Linked DNA regions of Mus musculus: region 2 is linked to region 1. A link is a contact called in public HiChIP or PLAC-seq data. All regions are on one chromosome and are shown on one strand. Each heading gives the region's core, a stretch centred on a gene start, on an enhancer-like site or on the middle of the called end of the contact. The rest is flanking DNA. Distances are from core to core; before and after follow the strand shown.

Region 1 (5,443 bases), core at 1,572-4,071:
GGGCAGCATGAAAAACTTTGCTCTCTCCCTAACATCTCTTCTTTCCTTCAGTCCCAAGTCACCCCAAAGCCTCATGTCTTTTTAGCTTTGGGAAATGCCATTTTTATATTTTGAATTTTCCACCCATGTTTTGCTTGTTTCCCACTTCTGGACTTCCCATGCTGTAACTTGAGAGCGCTGGTTTGGTGTCTTCTCTCCAGTTGTGTCTTTCAGGCATTCCTTATCTATGTCATTGCTCTCATTTCTAGACAGGTTTCTGAGAAGAACCACCAAGCTTACCTGTGGGGGCCAGCACTTTAGTAAAGGTCTGTTAAAAGGTCAAAGGTTGGTTTTCCTTACTTAACCCCCTTGGTGCCTGTTGTGTCACTGTCATTATTGTTACATTGTTTCTCTGCTTTCCAAGTGATCTCCTCTGTTATCATCTGCCTTGGGTCTGTTTCATTTTTCTTTCATGCTACTGGCTTTCTCCATCTCTCTCAGACGATTTTCACCATTGTGAATGAGAATCTCCAAATAGCTAAAAAGATTTCCTGTGACTTTCAGTTTGACTTCTTTTACTTGAGCATACAAACACACAGATTTTACCAGTGTTTCCATTATGACCCTGGGAGAGAATCCTGTGTTTGTGAGTAGGATACACATCTGACTGGCTTTGTGACTTCAGCAGGAAAACACTCTTTAGGTGAGTGAGACCTCCAAATGGCAGAATAGGGAGAGGATGGCCCTGCAACAGAGTCTCACCCTAGGAATCTTAACTCTTAAAAAACCTGCATTAATATATTATACGCAGTGCTGGGTTCATTGTGGTCTTTCGGTTTATCTCCATCATGCATGTGGTCATGTCCATCCCCCATTGTCCTCTATTGTCTACTGTCTCTCTCACTGATACCTCTCCTATTCCCAACTAGGAATATTTTTACATCTTCTTTTTAAATTTCTTTTCTTTTCTTTTGTGACCTGGTGAACTTACAGAATTTCTTTCCCTTCTTTCTTTCTTTCTTTCTTTCTTTCTTTCTTTCTTTCTTTCTTTCTTTCTCTCTTTCTTTCTTTCTTTCTTTCTCTCTCTCTCTCCCTCTCTCTCTCTCTCTCTCTCTCTCTCTCTCTTTCTCTCTTTCTTTCTTTCTCTTGGTAGAGTGGGGGTTTCTCTGAACACAGTAATAGGAAAGAGAAAGAAAGAGAATGGGAAAAGCACACTGCCATGGGGCACATGGGATTCTGCCAACATCACTCAAGGGGTTAAATGGATGAGAAAACCACTGTAGGAGAACCTGAGGTGGCATTGGGCATCCTAAGCACAGTTGAGAGAAGACAGAAGGCATTACCTCAGAGGAACAGAACATACTAATGCTCAGAAGACTTAAACACCCAACAGATAATATTGGTGCCTCTCTCCGTTAAGCCATGTTCAACCATTGGACATTGTTTAGTTCTGTTACGTGTTGCCTTTTTAATTTAATTGCCTCACTGTGAGTAAGTAGTTCTATGGACTCTCTTATCAGTCTGTTTTTCTTCCTGCTTTCAGGTCCCTCAGAAAACTGTTGCACAGGTTAGCATGGCATGAACATGTCAGTACTTATTGACAAGACCCTGGAAACTGTGTAGCAGAGGCAAGCCTCAGCACAGGTGGCATGCAGCACCTCAGCTGAGCGCTATGAGGAAGTCCCACAAATCAGAGGCCCCAGGGAACTAATCCTGGTTCGTAACACATAACATGCTTGCATGATCTTGTTTGGCATTGTGACTTACCTACAAATCTATTACTTGACTTATATAAACTCTAGCATATGCAATAATGTGGCTTGTTATACTGTTATTATAAATATATGTCTTTATTACTTTGTTTAATCTTCAATCCCTGAGAAATCCAATGGTTTTTATTTTTATTTTTTAATTTTCTTTACTAAGTCAACATTCCACAAAGTGTACTCTATGAGTCAGACAACCAGGGCCATGTGGTAATCATGTCCTGGACGTCTTTTCAGACCCTAGCTATTGAAAATGGGCCTTCTGGGTATCTCTACTCCTCCGATCCCTAGCTCTTCAGTCTGTGTATAATTAAGCACTGCAGGAGAAGCAAAAGAATTGGCCTGTGCCACCCATGTAGTATGGGAATGGGAGCCCACAACACTGTGACAGTTCTCTGGGTCTTCTTGGGGTGGGGGTAGGCGGTCCACTGTGGGAGTTTCAGGGTGAAGAAGCTGATGGGATCTGAGGAAGTGTGAGGTCCAAGTTTTATCCAGGACATGCCTAGAGAGAAATGGGAAAACCTATGGGTCAGCAGTAGTTTTGGTAGTTTAAGGAAGAGGTTTAAGGAGGAGCCACTGTTGGCATTTATATTTCGACCTTCATATAAACAATTTGCTGAAAGTAATTATCATTATTTTTTTTCTTTCCTTGAGACATTATATAGCCTTGCTGACCTGGAGCTTGTTATATAGACCAGACTGTCTTCAAACTCCTGGAGATCTGCCTGCTTCTGCCTCCCAAGTGCTGACATTAAAGGGGCAACTGCACCCAGCAAATGGATCTCTCTTTAGAGCTTTACATTTCTAAAAGGGGTATAGGAGGTTTGAGACTGCAAGCCCACATCCAAGGAGCAATAATTAACTCCACACACACTGAGGAAACATGTCAGAGAACAGGAAACATTGCCATCTTCTGCCTATATGAGAATGCTGCTTTTCTTTTTTTAAAACAAACAAACAAACAAAAAAACAAACAAACAAGCAAACAAAAACAAAGAGCTTTGTTCTGATCAAGACCAAGCTACTATTAGAATGTGTGGTCGGTGAGCACATAGCGCCACCTTGTGCAGCTGGGTGCCCTGTGAATGTCTCCTGTGTAGGAAAAATGTAAGCAGCAGAAGTGGAGGTTGTCTCACAGTGGGAGCCAATTCAAGTAAGCAGGCTTTTAGTGTGCAAACATAACTGTGTAAACAAATTCCCAGTTCTTTGCAAAGCAAAGCAGTGGGACCCATAGAAAAACAAAAAGACTAGTTTCTAAGCAGAGCAGGGGATGAGTCTGTTATGAGGGAAAAGTCACAAAAATAAGGTTGGGGGAAGGGAGGAATAACACGGGGAGGAACCAGAGGGAAGGGGAAGCGAGAAACAGGGTCTTAAAAAGGGAAGCAGCTTGAAGAGAGTTCGAGCGGTGTTGGAAGAGAGAACAGCGGAAAAGTAACTGTGGCACCCGTAAACCACAGCAACTAAGACACAGCCCCACCTGCACGCCTCCCCTCCCAGTGGATGTTTTAAGGTGGACAGTGACTTCCAAGTTCTGGCTCCCAGTCTCTGGAACTCCCAGTCTGCCCATTCCGCTGAGCTCTTCCGAAAAAAAAAAAAAATCGCACAGTGAAATCATGAATGTTTTAACGAAACTCGTAGCCTCCGATGAAAATCTAGAAAAGCCCTCAAGAAAACATGTTAGGCATCCGTTGATGTTTGTTTAATTCTTGTCGGGAGCCAAGTGAAAATGTTTGCATGTGCAATCTGTGCACAGTCATCGATCTGGTTCCATCAGGATGTAGCAGAGAGCAGCTGAGAGAAGTCAGGAAAGCCCAAAGGCGCCCGGCAGCCATTATCCCTATTTGGCCCCATTTTAACACTGAAGTTACCTTTCTATTAACTTTAAAAACTTACCATGACTCTATGGTCTTCTGATCCTGGGGATTGTGGTCACCATTGCTTCTTCCTATTCTAAGGCAGAAACGATCTCTCTTTGCTTGGAGAGAATCTAAACGGCCCTGAGTTCTTTGAGGAAACATAACACGGATGGACTCCTTAGAAGAGTCAATAATGGGTGACCATTTTTTAACTTATTCGTTAGTTATTTAATTAGTTATCCCCTTTATTCTAGTAAAGAATAAATCGTTCTTAGTCCTGTGTCTAAGAGAGGAGTGTTGGTAGAAACAAGTAAAAACGTATGATCTGAAAGATGGAGCACCTGTTAGGAGCTCTTTTGCTGCTCTTTCTGAGGATCTGAGTTCGATTCCCAGCACCCAAGTTATATGGTTCACAGCTGCACATAACTTCAGCTCCAGGAGATCCGATACCACGGGTTCTTGCATACACCTGCCATACAGACACTGAGACAAATATGTATCCTTACATGAAAATAAATCTTTGTTAAAAATTAACTCCCAGCAGATTCTGTGTTGCAGTCTATTTCTGTTCATCTAGATCCTTGCCCCCTGGATGGTCTGAGTAAGCCAACCAAAGGGAACTCTTGCCTCCAAATAAAAATGGACGAAAGAACTGAAGAGTCCAGGAGACATGGAAAACTCTCTTAAAAGTCAGCACACGTAAGCGCTTGAACCTTCAGCATTATGTGGTGCTGACTAAATAGAAAGTACATTATTCCCCTCTGCTTTCCTCAACTATTTGTAATCATAAAATCAGAAATGCCTATAACTTCTGGTGCTTAAAAAAAAAAAAAGTGAAGACAAGGCTGGAGGTGGCTCAACTCTTAAGAGCACTATCTGCTCTACCAAAGGACTTGGGTTCAATGCTTAGCACCCATATGGTGGCTCACAACTGCCTGTCATTCTAATTATAGGAGATCCTATACATTCTTCTATCCTGCATGGGCACCGTGCATGTGTGTGGAGCACAGACATACAAAGCATACAAGCTAAACACAACCACACCCAAAATGAATAATAACAATAGTTAACTTTCTAAGTCACCAAAGTCTGCTGTGATCGTACGTAGCACTGGGGAGCCAAGGGCAGAAAGATCACCAAACACCTGAGGTCAGCTTGAGCCACTGGCAGAATAGAATTGCCTGTCTCAGAACAAAGTAACTGCCACTAAAAAGAAAACAGCCCATGAATCTTCTCAGCTAAAAATGTGACTACTGTCATGTAGACTTTAAATATGCATATCAATTTTAGTAACTGCTTCAAAAATCTTTATTTTAGGTGAAAAAAAATGTTTCCCCATAACATTGGATTTTTTTTTACACTTTATTGTAGCCAAAGGTTCAGGAATACAGATAGATAGGAAGGTAGATAGATAGATAGATAGATAGATAGATAGATAGATAGATAGATAGATAGACAGACAGACAGACAGACAGACAGATAGATAGATAGAGGGATGGATGCATGGATGCATGGATGCATGGACGGACGGACAGACAGACAGACAGACAGATAGTTAGATAGATAGATGGGTGGATGGGTGGGTGGGTAGGTGGGTGGGTAGATGAGTGGGTAGGTGGGTGGGTGGATGGATAGATAGATAGATAGATAGATAGATAGATAGATAGATAGATGGATGGGTGGGTGGATGGGTGGGTGGGTTTGTGGGTGGGTGCGTATGTGGGTGGGTGGATGGATAGATAGATGATAGATAGATAGATAGATAGATAGATAGATAGATAGATAGATAGATAGATGGATGGATGGATGGGTGGGTGGGTGGATGGATGGATAGATAGATAG
Region 2 (5,460 bases), core at 224-2,723, 190 kb after region 1:
CTTCAGCTTCAGAGAAAGCTAATGAGGACTCTGGTGAGATCAAAAGCCAGGGAAAATGCTAGCATTTAAAGCCCAGAGAAATGCAAAGCTCTAAGTGTTGGGGTTTTTGTTTTGTTTTTAAATCAGCTCACAGGAGAACACTCAGGCGGAGACACTCAGCTTTTAAAGAACTAATCAACAACCCTAACCAAAGAATCATGATCAAGTTATCTAATGCAGCCTCCTGGTGAGCAGACTGGCTCTTAGGTTGTAGGAGCAACTGTCTGGCAAACTCCAGGCCTGGGCAGCTGAGCTAGAGGGAGAAAGGATCCAAAGGGGGGTGGCGGTGGAGGAATTTCCCTAGTCCCCAAAGCAATGCACACTCTTGTAATCAGAGCACTTGGGAGGTGAAAGTGAAAGGAGCAAGAAGAGCTCAAGGTTATCTTTGGCTACATTAGGGAGTTCGAGGTCAGCCTGAGCTATATAAGACCCTGTCTCAAGAGACAAACACACAAACGAAAATCCCAGAAAAAAAAAAATAGCCACATGGGCACTCACAACTCCTGCACTATCTTGACAGGACGGAAGAAATGTTTTTCCACTTGGACATCTATGGCAGGAAAGTTGCAGGCCATGAACTTTCACACTTCAATGAGTGAAGAGGAAAATTGAGGGGTGCATTCAGGTGTCCATGAAGCAGTTCAGCCAACATTGTGGGTTCCTTTCACTGGAGACCGATGATATATACTATTGAAGGATTTTAGCTAAAGAGGGACTTCTGAAATCCCATGCTACAAAATGTCAATACTTTTTTTTGAAAAATTTAGCACTTAAGAAGTTTGTATGTATCGACTTAGATAGATGGCTCAGTAGTTAAGAGTACTTGCTAATCAACCATGAAGACTACATTTGAATACCGTCAAGTGGCTCACAAATGTCTGAATAACTCCAGTTCTAAGGGATTCATGTCCTCTTCTCTACTCTGAAGGTACCTGCACACAAACACACACACACACACACACACACACACACACACACACACACACACTTTTAATTGTATCTTGGGAAGTAGGAACAGGTGAGTCTCTAAGAGTTCAAGACCCGGTTATGAGCAGTTTGTGTGTGTGTTGAATTACAAATTAAAGCTTTACAAAGAATAAGACTATAGGACACTCTTGTCTTGAGTGACTCAAACTTTAATCATCAGTTGGCTGAGTGACTATGACAAGATCAATGAAGTCACAGGTCACAAGACTGATGAAGACTTCAGCCTCCTTGGCAAACATCATTCATGCCATAAGCAAACAAATGCAGTGCTCTAACACAAATATTGGTTCCTATAAACCAAAGTGATTGTAAGGTCAGCAATACTCAGAGCATAGCTAATACACACTAGTGCTAATACATATGTGAAGAATACAAAATTTAAGCCTCAGGAGGGGGCCCCTCTCTTAGTAAACAGGCTAAGAAGATGGGGAACTACAAAAGGGCCAAGCCTCCTCATCTTTCTCACTTACCAATCCTTAGGAATGACTAACTAGGGCTCTACTCGCTCAGAGTCAAGTCAGCACATTCAGTTTTCCTTTAGGCTCCTTTGCATAAGGAGCTTTTAGCTTTAATTTGAGCAAAGCTGAAACCAAGCACCCATGGCTTATAATCCTTTTACCTTCACTTGCTGTGAATGAAATACTTTTATTATTTTTTTAACCAAAGGTCAACCTTCACATACACTATGCACACACCTGCTTTACCAAGCTTCTTTATATTCCAATTAGCGCTTTGATAATTGTATGTGTCATGAGAGTCCCCAAGACATTCTCATCCTAACCCTGGGCCTCTTTGACCTTCAATGGCTTTGCACAGGTAACTTGATAAAGGTTTTAAGATGGAGTGGGTAGGCTGTGTCTTGCAGGTGGTCTGAAGCAGCCACATGGATCTTAGGAGAGAGGACACATGGGCCTGTTGCACTCAGCCAAGTGGTGATAAAATTTTGACTCATTCAAGACAAGAGTGTCCTATAGTCATGGAGAGAGCACAGAAGTTCTCCCCACCCCATCAGAAAAAAAAAAAAAAAAAAAAGAATAGGATAGGATAATACACTTGGAGAATCCAGCCCAGAGCGTGAAAACGATGGAACCCCACTCTTCATCATCCACAGGCGCGGAAGTAAGCCAACCATCATTGGGCTTTGTACCCAAAACATCACAGATCAATATTTAATTAAAGAAAGTAAGTGTTCCATGGTTTGATAAGCATTTTTAATATCAATCTATGATGATAATCCCAGAATTAACTCAAAAGATTCATTGTAAGTCAGTTCTACTCACATTTATAAGACGATTAATTAGAAACGAAGGTAATGAAGAACTGCTCAAAGTTCTTGATTACTGATCTGTCATTAACTGGGTATAAATACAAGTGTTTCTTGAATGCTCCTCTAAATTGTCTGCCTTTAACACTAATGTAGGGGTGTTTCTTATTATGTCAAATATGCCTTCTAACCCATATTGTAAGTCACATGAGGAAAAACAACTACTGAACACAGGCAGTATAGGAAACACAACTCACAGGTGGCTTCAGCTGCCTTTCAGGGCAGTAACCATGGCCACCAGGCAGTGGTTTGCACAGTGGCAGCTTTGCCAGCACACATAAAGGCAACACAAACAATGCTCCCGTGGTTCCATTACTGTTTGGTCATGTAAGTTTCTTATTGGCACCGTGAGAACAAATCACCACAGAAGTGGCATAGCAATTTGTCACTTACAGTTTGGGAAGCCACAATATGAAATGGATTGTCAAGGCCATGTTCCTTCCAAAGGATCCAAGTAGATAACAAAGTCTTTGAATCATTGGTTTCCAGTTTGCACCCTCAGCTCCAGCCCTTTGTCTATCTTTCATGCCAGCATAATAGGGATGGGGAGAACTTCTTCTGTACTCTCTACCTCTGACTTGATGTTTCTGTGACTATATCTGTGTCTGTCTCTCTGTTGGTCTTTCTGTCTCTATCTCTCTGACCATCTTTAACCATTACATTCAAGATTCTTTTCTTCTTCTTTGTATGTAAGTGTAGGTGTATGTGTAAGTGTGTGTATCTGCATGTGAGAGTGTGTCTTGTATGTGCACACATGTATGTAGGGGTAGTATATGTGTATGAGTGTGTAGGTATGGTGTGTGTTATATGTGAACATGTTTATTTAGGTGTGATGTGTGTGTTGTATGTATACATGTGTATGTAGATGTGTGTGTCTGTGTTGCATGTACAAATGTATACAAAGATGTGTTGTGTGTATGTTGTATGTGCACATGTGTATATATATGTGTTGAATGTATGTTGTATGTTCATATGTATATATGTGTGTGTGGTATGTGTTGTATGTACACATGTTTATGTAGGTGTCATGTATGTGTGTGTTGTATGTACGCATCTGTAATGTAGGTGTGGTCTGTGCAGTTCCTTCTTTTTGTGATGAGACCTCACCCTATGACTAGAGCTTGATTTTTTGGCGAGTTTGTCAGCCAATATGCCTCCATGGTTCTCTTGTTTCTATCCCCACCATCTTGGGGTTTCATGTATGTACCTGGCTTGTTACATAGGTACTGGGATCTAAACTCAGGTCTTTATGCTCCATAGTAAGCACACTCAACATTAGTTTGTGAGACTTTTTGAGTAAAGGGTTTTGGTAAACATAGCCCAGGTAGGCCTTGAGTTTGTGGTGATCCTCCTGCCTCAGTCTCTGGAATGTTGGGATTACATATGTGTGTAATACCCAGCCATTCCAGGTAAATTAAAAATAATTGTAATTTAAAAATTCTTTTTCAGTGTGTTTAAAAGATAAAGCAAGACACAATACAGGTTTTATTTGAGCAAATAATGTTTTTTGTACTGGAGGACTCCAATCCAGAAAGAGATCATTGGCTCCAACATAGAAATGTCACAGACAGAGAGATAAAGCAAAAAGCTGAACAAGGAAAATAAACAACCAAACACTACTTAGTTATTGACAGTTGATTTGTTTATAAAATCCCAAGTTATATGACTGTAATTACTTTACTTTTTAAAAACGTAGGTATTTATTTGGTTATAGTTAAATGTAGCTGGTTTGATTTCCTTGGGCATCCTTAAAGGCATCCTGTTCTTCTTTTTATTTAATTAAGTATATTATTATTACTATTGTAATTAATATTATCACTATTGATTTCAAGGGTCTTGTGCAGGCTAGGAAAAAATGCCCTACCACTGAGCAGGAGTAAAGTTTTTCTTTTAAAATATTTATTTTTGTTGTGTGTATGATGTATATGTGTGACTGGTGTCAGTCCTTGTTTTCTACCTTGTTTTGAGACAAGATCTCTTACTGTTTATTGCGGTGGATGTAGGGACGACTGCCCTGTGAGCTTCTGAGATTTTTTTTTTGTCTCTTCCTCCCATCCTGGTTAGAGCACTAGGAACACGGATGTGTGTAAATGTGTGTTTTCATGCCTGGCCTCATCTAGTTTGTGGGGATTGAAAAGTGGTAGGTGTTTTTATGCTTTATCCTTGAGTCACCACTCAGCCTTCAAGATTTTCTTTAAAAAATATAAAAAGATTTGTGTGTGTGTGTGTGTGTGTGTGTGTGTGTGCATGTTTCATGGATATCTGCCTGCCTTTACCTCATCTGTACTGGGATTAAAGGTTTACTCTACTATGCCTGCCCCTGCCTCATATCCTCTTTTCAAATTGTTTATTTATATTCTAAGTGTGAGCATGCGTTAAAGGACAGCTTTGGGGAGTTGTTTTTTTTTGTTGTTGTTGTTTCCCACTTTGCTGATGGACAGCATTGGTTTTCACATGGGCTCCTTGCTGAGGTGGGTACTGGGTTGGGTTTTTTTTTTTTTTTTACATGGGCTCTGGGGTCAAACTCAGGTTGGCAGGCTTGCGAGGCTAGAGCAGTTACCAGCTGAGCCATCTCTCTGGCCCAGGTTTCTCTTTTAATTTACTTTCACAAGAGATTATCAAAGAAAGGGAAGTAGTTAGTGTGTCTAAACAGACACTATCAGATCTCATTCTCTACTTGGTTATTATGTGGGACAGTTCAGATTAATTACCTGAGACTTCAAAAACAGAAATAGAAAATGAGTTACCTAAATGATGCTGCATTTATGCGAACATGGATCGCTGGTTTTTGGAAACTGTCACATGGTGCTCTAAGGCTGTTATTTGGTTCAGACTGAAGTAGGTGATCCCTGGAGGCAGCACTTCATCTTTTCAGTACCAAGCTTCCCTCTTGGTGTCCCTGTAGCTGCTCAGGCTCTGTTCAGGTTCACATTAAGCTGAAACTGTGAAAGTTAAGGGTGCCCAGGAAAAGTACAGAGAACTCATGGGAGACTATGAACTTCTAAGAAAAGCAGACAGCCTCTAGCTGTGAGAGCTAACCACACTGCAGTGACAAGGCTGCTCGTGAAACCACTTAGAGCCCAGCAGCTGCTTCCTACCTGGAAGGTACA

What was found. HiChIP or PLAC-seq counts read pairs in DNA pulled down with a chosen protein or histone mark.
Region 2: an H3K4me3 HiChIP or PLAC-seq map of bone marrow-derived macrophages shows a contact between it and region 1, with 2.8 times the contacts expected there. The contact joins two enhancer-like sites. A contact is called at or near these places in 6 of 39 promoter capture datasets (the HPC-7 cell line, embryonic stem cells, hippocampal neurons and 3 more), 2 of 484 Hi-C or Micro-C datasets (both in uterus) and 1 of 115 datasets of contacts at active chromatin or transcription factors (bone marrow-derived macrophages).

The regions. Positions count from the first base shown.
Region 1 is chr12:35,882,265-35,887,707 of GRCm38.p6, forward strand. No RefSeq gene overlaps it. Among named protein-coding and RNA genes, the nearest start is that of Agr3, 41 kb to the right of the region's middle. Within about 2 kb of position 2,822, at least 32 of the 459 cell types and tissues checked have an H3K27ac peak or open chromatin away from gene starts, as enhancers often do. A contact at or near this core is called in bone marrow-derived macrophages, where this site is marked.
Region 2 is chr12:36,073,313-36,078,772 of GRCm38.p6, forward strand. No RefSeq gene overlaps it. Among named protein-coding and RNA genes, the nearest start is that of Tspan13, 34 kb to the left of the region's middle. Within about 2 kb of position 1,474, at least 20 of the 459 cell types and tissues checked have an H3K27ac peak or open chromatin away from gene starts, as enhancers often do. A contact at or near this core is called in bone marrow-derived macrophages, where this site is marked.